Regions from separate parts of the Oryza sativa genome. Here region 2 is linked to region 1. The links are chromatin contacts, called in public HiCAR-type maps. All regions are on one chromosome and are shown on one strand. The core of a region is the stretch at or near the end of the contact, and the rest is flanking DNA. Distances in the headings are between cores, read along the strand shown.

Evidence for each region. HiCAR-type assays count read pairs that join an accessible place to other places.
Region 2: a contact with region 1 is called in a HiCAR-type map of leaf, with 2.5 times the contacts expected there. The contact joins the promoter of LOC4340657 here to the promoter of LOC4340647 in region 1. A contact is called at or near these places in 3 of 15 Hi-C or Micro-C datasets (leaf and panicle) and 1 of 4 datasets of contacts at active chromatin or transcription factors (leaf).

The regions. Positions count from the first base shown.
Region 1 is chr6:7,865,016-7,869,273 of ASM3414082v1, forward strand. It overlaps LOC4340647 (inactive poly [ADP-ribose] polymerase RCD1), which reads left to right and starts at 2,154. Exons shown (of 10, transcript XR_010742009.1): 1 at 2,154-2,374; 2 at 2,971-3,947; 3 at 4,051-4,258. It overlaps LOC9272659, which reads right to left and starts at 655. Exons shown (of 3, transcript XM_066311314.1): 1 at 179-655. The coding sequence starts at 640.
Region 2 is chr6:8,011,140-8,015,397 of ASM3414082v1, forward strand. It overlaps LOC4340657 (BTB/POZ and MATH domain-containing protein 1), which reads right to left and starts at 2,495. Exons shown (of 2, transcript XM_015785596.3): 1 at 2,307-2,495; 2 at 1-1,159. The coding sequence starts at 991. It also overlaps the pseudogene LOC136357122.

The sequences.
Region 1 (4,258 bases), core at 904-3,403:
TGGCCTCTGGACTCACATACATCGAACACACACACACAACGTGTACAGCACCACCACAATGCTGCACACACGCACGACTCCTGGACTCACGACGCCATGCGCCACTGCCGCGCCGCGGCAAAACGCAGGCACGGCCATGACAACGCGTTTATTCCTAACAGTCGCAGACGTGCGCGGCGCAGAGCACCGCTGCGCTCCACTGCGTCGCGCTCCAGTGGATGTTCCTCCAGCGCTCCGGCGCGTCCAGCAGCCGCTCCGCGCCGGTCATGGGGTCCGACACGAGGAGCCGCACGGGTAACCCGTAGGCGTCGAAGAGGGCGCGGCCATGGCGGGAGTCGCAGAGTAGCCAGTCGGCGCTGGGAATGATCGGGCGGAAGGCGGTGGTGGGGACGAATGTGGTGCGCCCAAACTCTGCGCAGAAGAAGCCCAGGATCGGAGGCGCTCGGTGGAAGGCGCGGTAGCCGCGGAGGAAGTCGCGGTCGGTGAGGAGGCGGCGCCACGACTTGCAGACGACGGAGAGGCGGACGAGGACCCCGGGGTCGCCCGGCGGGATGCGGAAGAAGATTTCGGAGAGGACGTCGTCGTTCAGATCAGTCAGCGAGTTGCCGCGGCGCTCCGGCTTCTGCGGCGGCGGATTCATGGTGCTCTTGCTCGGCTCGGCGGCGACGCGGCGTCGTGTTTGGGTTTTTGGCCGTTGGGGTGGAGGCGATCGCGCGATGGGGACGAAGATGGCGAGGCCGAGGCTGATACTTGAACTTTATACTGGTTGGTTGGGTGTGGGGCCCAGATGTCAGTGGAATATTTGAGCCTGGAACTTTCTCGAGTCCACATTTTTCAGTTCTAACTCTTTTCAGCCACTGTCATTGCAGTGAATTTCAGACGAAGGCCCATGGGCCTTTTCACATATCCATCTCAACCTTTAAATATTTTTAGCACAAAACACTACTAAATTTTCGATTTTGCTATATCTCACTCGAAAGATTTTTTTTCTTATCTCTCACTTGATTTTCTCACTCAAATTTATAGTGCATTTTCTTGTAAGTTACAGTGTAATTTATGAAACTTACACTATAACTTTTGTAAGTTACACTGTAATTTTTGAATCTTCACATGTAAATTTTAAATTTTGTATTGGATTTGGTCTTTTTCTTGAGGATATGGTAATTTAGTGTCCATTATGGTATTTCTTAATTGCTTTTTGCTTTTTATTATATCTATCGGATTTTAATCCAAAGATTAAAAATCTGTGTGATACGATCATAAAAATCTTTCGAAAGATGTATAGGTACTCCCCTAAATTTTAACCCAACCTTTTTTTACCTAACCCTCACATTTTGTAGGCCAAAATGTTGGGCCCATTACCATCCCTAGGCGTAGACAGCCCAACTGCCCAAAACCCCTAAATATGGGCCTCTCGGAATTGCAACAATAATCATAGCAGCCGCGCGAAACGACTGGTTGAACATGAGAAATAGAAAATTGGGGAAAAGAGAATTGCATGTTTCACTAACACGTGAGTCCCACCTATGAACGAGTCAACCACGATCAACCTTCCACATCTGCAGAAACCGATTTTCAAACTACTATCTTTGTTTCATATTATAAGTCGTTTTGACTTTTTTTTCTTAGTCAATCTTCTTAAGCTCTGACCATGTTCGTGGAAAAAAAATACTCTCAGATATCCCTTTTCCAAGCAAAATTAAAAAGACAAGTAATCCGAGTAGTACTTATAGTGCCCGAGTAGAAGTCTGCTTCTCTTTTCTTATTGGAAACAATTTCCATATATGAGGCATGATTCGGTATAAGACGGTATAAGGTGGTCTTATTGAGCCCAACAAAAACTATTGGGCATGCTTTATCTATAACACTAACATATTTAATGTTAGATTTAATAAAATTAATTTATTACTATAAATGTTGCTATATTTTTTATAAATTTGATCAAACTCTTGAAATAATTCACTGAAAAAATTCAAAGCGAATTATAATATGAAACAGAGGAGGCAGTGAATGAGTCGATTTGTAACCTTGTTCTTTTCTTTTAAAAAATAAAATAAAATAGAGGTGAAGTGGTTGACGGAGTTGATTTAATCAGTAGTAAGAGGTTGGAGGAGGCAAAATATACTTATTTTTTCCTAACACGAGATGGGCTCGCCTCGGCGCGTCGCGCGCGTGCAGCCAACGACCCAACTCCATCGTCCTCCTCGTCGTCCGCCTCCCTCCCCTCCACCTCCGGCCCCGCCGAGAAAGGGACCCCCCCCCCCCCCCGCCCCGGGTCGCCGGCCGTCGAGGGAGCGGAGGCGGAGGCGGAGGCGGAGGCGTGACGGCGCGAGGGAGGGTGAGGGTGCGCCGTGCCCGCAGTCTCCTGTGACAGGTGACTCTCTCCCTCTCTCTGTCTCTCCTGATTCTACCGCATGCGCCGCCTCCGACGATGGGGGGGTGTTGACTAGGGCGTCTCCGCGACATCTCGTTTTGCGCTTTCCCCTCGATTCGCTTCGATTTCGCTCTCTCTTTGCTAGGTTTTCTCAGTTAATTCTGGATATGGTTTCGTTTGGCGTCTGATGGGAAAAAGGAAATTCGTTATGAACTTCGATTGATTTGTGACTCTGGTGATGCGTGGAATGGGTATCTGCAAATTTTCAACTAAATTTCCCTTCGCTTTACTGGCACTGCAGTTTTTGAAGTAACGAACCTTTCAGAAGAATTTTTGAAGCAACTTGTTAGTATTTGCAAGTATGTCAGTTTTAGTATCAAGTTGTTTCAACTGTATTCCATATCGCGGAGTTTATTTCTATTTTACTAATTAGTGCTGATTAAAATTTTCTGATATGTTTCTGTATTCCTTATTTGATGATACGAGATCCGGTCTCTGTTACGAAGTACTAGTGTTGTTTATGAGATCATGGTGAAGGGAGAAATGAAAAATTGTTGTATCATATTAGGATAACATTTTCCTTGATATTCTGTTAGGAACTACAGTATCCCATGGATTCGCTTCAGAAGTCCCACGATTTGTGCCTGAAGCGCAAGCTTGTTGATGATTGCCTGTCGAAAGACTTCAAGTATCGCCGCGTCGAAGAGGATAATGTATCTTCCAATGTGGAGAGCAGGCCCTTACCCGGTTCACCTTCTCAGAGTTGCTGCATTCAACCTAATCTGGCTAAAGATTGTGTTAATTACCTGAAAAGCGGGTTGCCAAGTCGCATTGCATTTTACAAACAAGGTGCATGGTGTGATTTCCCTCAGAAAATAATGGAGTCCCTTGTTGAGGGATTCAAAGCTGATAAATCTAGTGCTGTAGTTGTGATGGATGATCAGCCTCTGCTTGTTGATTTCTTGTCGATGACCATGGTGAACCTAAAAACAAGAAAGCAGAGATCTGTTTCATGGCTAGATGGCACTGGCAAGTGGTTTTTTCCTTCTGCATTCTTTGACGAGGGCGTTGATGAATCCAGAAAATTAAACATGGGTTCTGAAGGCAGCGGACAAGGTCTAACTGAGGGGATGGTTCCAAAGGCTCCAAATGAACTGGTGAAGCAAGCTGTCGTTGAAACTAGCTCTCCAGTTTTACAGAATTCTTGTATTCCTGACATATTACGCAAGAAGATTGTGCCTGTTGAAAGAGGCAGTGAGAGCTTTCAGTTTGTTCAGAACCTTTTCCTCTCTGGCATGGGTTCATTTGCATCACCTAAAAACTTACTTCATATTCATCGGTACTCTGCAGAGGATGTCACAGCACAATGTAGACTTGAGTCTTTTGCAAGACAGATGAGGTTGACGAGAAAGAAAATTGGTTATGCTGATGTGAGATATGGATGGCTTGGATCTAGGAAGCAAGACATAGTTGGAGTTTTGATTAATGGTTTTATTAGCACTGGACAAACAAGTCACAGTTCTGATATGCGTACTGGTGTGTATCTCTCGCCTGAAAACCGTGCATTTACCAGGTTGTTGTTTTACTTAACTTTCATTAGTGGCCTGTTTAAATTCTATGCTAGTGGATAATATACTAGTCAACTCATAATTTTAAATCTTTTTATCATTCTATAGTGTTGGTCTCTGTGATGTTGATGAAAAAGGAGTTCAGTACATGTTGCTGTGCCGAGCAATATTGGGCAACATGGGAACTATAAAACCAGGATCACAGGATGAGTTTCTAAGCATATATGATTCTGGTGTTGACAATTGCTCCAATCCAAGCTATTATGTGATTTGGCCATCAAAGCTAGGCACTCATATTTCTCTGGAATATCTCATT
Region 2 (4,258 bases), core at 1,245-3,744, 150 kb after region 1:
AACCCTCTGTTGCCATAACAGCATCAAGATTTGCACGAGAAGAGATGATGAACTCGATGCACCTGTCCTTCAGCTGTGTACAGCTATGCTGCTCTGCGAAAGCCAAAGTTGTCGCAACAGTCTCCACATTGATGTCATCGTGGAGCCTATCTTGGCAGATCAGTTTGAGCCTGTCCAATCCATACCTGTCTGCAGCAACAAGCAAATGCTGTGTCATTGTTGTGATGTCCTGCTCCGAGTCACTGACGACATGCTGCTGATCAAGCTCCGGTGATGTACCAGTGTAAATGAAATGAAGCATGGCCTTGAAGACTGATGCCTCTATGTCCTTGATCTCCACACACTGTGAGCTACTCTCCTTCATGGGTCCAAAGAACTCAGCCATGAAGACAGGGGATCTAGCAGCGAGGATGATCTTGTGTGCCAAGAAAGATTCACCTGCAACAACAAACGTGACATCTGCCCCCTTTTCACTCAGCAAGAGTTCACCAAGGTGCATTTGCAAGTCACAGCATGGATTGGAAACATTTGGAGAAACATTAGTCACAGCTTCCTGTGGCTCTCTTAACACAGTGATGGTGCACTCCACAACAAAGGAATCCCCGATGAAATAATTGGATCCTGGCAAATCATCTTGTTTTACAAGCAGGAGCGCTGGCCCGCAATCTCGTTGCCCTGTATATTTAGAGGATACACTTTTACTTCCGGATGGCAGATAAATTTGTGCCTCATGTACTAACTGACATTTAAGAGCTGCCTTCACCTCATGCTTACATTCCTTGCTCATAAACATAAGTCGAAGTGCTATCCAGTACACACCATGCTCATAATAGCGTGGATAGTAAAGAACTTCCCAATCATATCCACCTGCAGCCAATCTCCTCGACGAGATATACTCTGAACAACCAAGTGCTCTGGTTACTGAATATCCATTGATTTTTAACAGGTGAACTGCAGATATTGTGTTGGTGAGATTTGTCGGGGTCTCCATGGTGATTGGTCAATAGCCACTGGAGAGTGGAGACTATTTGACTGTTTGTGCGAAGAGTTACAATTTACAAAATGAACTAGGAAGTTGTCTTGCACTAATAACCTAATAGCCTGCTGCAGGAGACGACTAATTCAGAAAATCTTTGCTCAAACACATAGCATGTTCTTCCTGATAAACAAATAGTAACATACTCTTTAGAAAAATAAAGAGTATAAACAGATAGTTGAATTTATAATGTAACAATGCTATAATAAAGCTAAATTAGCTTGACCAAATAACAGTAACAATGTAACATCATCCTATGTATTTACTCCCTCCGTTTCACAATGTAACACTTTCTAGCATTATCCACATTCATATAGATGCTAATGAATCAAGATATTATTATATATAAAGATTCATTAGCATCTATATGAATGTGAACAATACTAGAAAGTCTTACATTGTGAAACGGAGGAAGTATCATACAAGGAAAAATTTCCTACTTTCCTGAAATCTATATAATCAGCAGAAGACATTGTTGGACATTTTTTTTTGGAAGATTTGTCTTTTTCTAAAAAAAAGCCTCAAAAGCGTCAAATTATAACCACATAGACCAAAACTATATATACTACTACCATGTGAAGGTTAACGACTCATGAGATCCTTAAAATAAAAATCTATCAGAGAACTAACTACATCGCATATCACATGCGCGCAAAGTGAAATTCCAATTCACCCTATCATTTCCCTTATGGAGTCGGATCGTCTGCCTTCACCCCTTGAAGTCACGAACGTGCAGTCATCACTTATCCACCGTCCAAGAAATCCAACAGCTCATGTGGCGCGCATACTTAACAACTGTTGAAACCAATAGATCGAAGCCCATAGCAGCATATATGCACCTCGCCACAGTCAGTGGCAATTAGCCCGGAGCTCATCCGCCAATACACACTAAGCACCAGCCGATATCTTCACAATTTGTTTTTGATTTATGATGTGGCTTAACACTGCCTAGAAACTCGTAAATTACATGATGGAATGCATGCTTTGCTTACGGCATGGTCGAATCTAATGTATGCTTTGTTCTATCATTTCCCTTATGCCAAAAAAAAAAAAAGTCAACCTGCCAAAACGTACCACCTTAGAACTCAGATGACCGAATCGCTCTACGCATTGCGACGAGAGATACAAATCGGCCCTAAGATTTGGTCTATTCGGCACCCTCGCATTGCTTCCGAGGAGCCCCTGGGTGTGAGCTGCTCGTTCCCCATTCCCCAGCCCAACCGTACGCGCGCCCGCGGCGAGGAGAGGCAGATAAACAGGGCGTACCTACCAACGGCGCGGCGTGGATCGACGAAGGCGGCGTCCGCGGCTGGACCCGGCCGCATCGGCGGCTTCGCCGCGGCGCCCCCCGGCTACGGCGGCGACGAGGGGGGAGAGGAGGAGGAGGAGGAGAAGCCCGTCAACGATGGAGAAAGTGAGCGATCGAGCAAGGACGCCGCGGCGGAATGTCGGTGGCATCGGCGTGGCGTTTCCTGGATAGTGGGCTTTGAGCCGCGTGGGTGAGTAGGCCGTGGGCTCGGATGGGCTTCCATGTTTATGGGCCGGATTCTTTCACGTGGAATAAACTGGGCTGAGTTTTGTTGTGGATTGAATTCGTCGACGGATATTTAACGGGCCAAATTCGCCCGAGGTCTGAATTTTTCTACGGAAATTACGTGGGCTAAATTCAATCGTGGTGAGAATTCGTTGTACATGGCCTAAGTTAAATGGAATAAGTTCACCAGAGGTCGCTCAACTTAACAGTGAGATTTTTTAGGTCCCTTAACCACAAAACCAGAAATGTATACCCCTAAACTCACATAAACCGTACACTCAAGATCCTACGGCAGTTTTGCCGACATAGCATCCTAGTCAGCGAAAAAAAATTTAAAAAAATATGTGGGGCCCACCTGTCAGCTGCACATTCATTCTCTTATATTTTCTCTCTTCTCTCTTCTGTTCTTCTTCAGTGAGGGAGGCCGGCAATGGACGGCGGCGGGCCTGCGCGGCAGCGGAGCGGCGCCGGGATGCGGGGCAGAGCAACGATGGGCGGCGGCGGGCGAGCGGAAGAGCGTGACGGCGGCAGGCGCCCTTGCCGGACTTCATGCGGAGGAGGTGCAGGCCCGCTGCCGCCCATTGCCGCTCCGCCGCTGTGACTGTACAACGAACGGCTTGGTAGTAGCTAGCCAGCTAGCCAGACAAGGTGCACTGTGCCGCCGCCGGCGCCGACGAGGAGGACGACGACCTGTCCCGGCTGCTGCGTTGCAGCGTGCGGTGGCAGCGCTTGACGGCGGCGAGCGCGGAGTCCATGTCCATCTGGTCCTGCCTGCAGTCGTCACTGCAGAACGCCGCATTCCCCCTGCACAAACAACACATATGCAATCAAATCAATGAATCACTGAATAATCGAAGAATCAATCAAGCAAATATATATGCATGAGATTCAACGAGAGAAAATTAATTAAGATCGTGGTACGTACTTACACAAGAAGATGTGGCGGTTGAAGTGATGTCGCGCTTGCAGAGGAAGCAGGCGTCGAGGTAGTGGTAATCACCGTCGCCGCCGCCGGCGCAGGAGGAGGAGTTGTCGTCGTCGAGGAAGTTGGTGGACTCCATGGTGGTCTCCCAGAAGATGTTCTCGCTGCGGTGGGCGCCCTTGCCGGACTTCATGCGGAGGAGCAGCGGGGCCGCCACCGGCCGCACGCTGCAACGCAGCAGCAGGGACAGTTCGTCGTCCTCCTAGCCGGCGCCGGCGCCAGCACAGTGCACCGCTCCGCTGCCGCGCGGGCCCGCCGCTGCGCTCGCCTGCTGCCGCCCTTCGCCGCTCCGCCCGCCGGCCGGGCGCCGGCCTCACTGAAGATGAAGAGAAGAGTGAAGAAAGAAAAGAGGAGGGGGAGAAGAAAAGAGAAGAAAAGGAATGTGAAGCTGACATGTGGGACCCATGTATTTTTTTAATTTCTTTTTCCTGACTAGGATGTCACGTCAGCGAAACCACCTATATCTACTGCCATAGGACGTTGAGTGCACGGTTTGTATAAGTTTAGGGGTATATATTTCTGGTTTTGTGGTTAAGGGACTAAAAAAATCTCGCGGTTAAGTTAAGGGACCTCCGGTGAACTTATTCCAAGTTAAATTGTGGGCGTAATTCACTGGTGGATTTTAAGTGGGCTAAATTTACTCGTGGTTGTATTACTTTACGGGCAATAAGGTAGGCCAAATCAATTAGTGGGATGAATTCGTTGA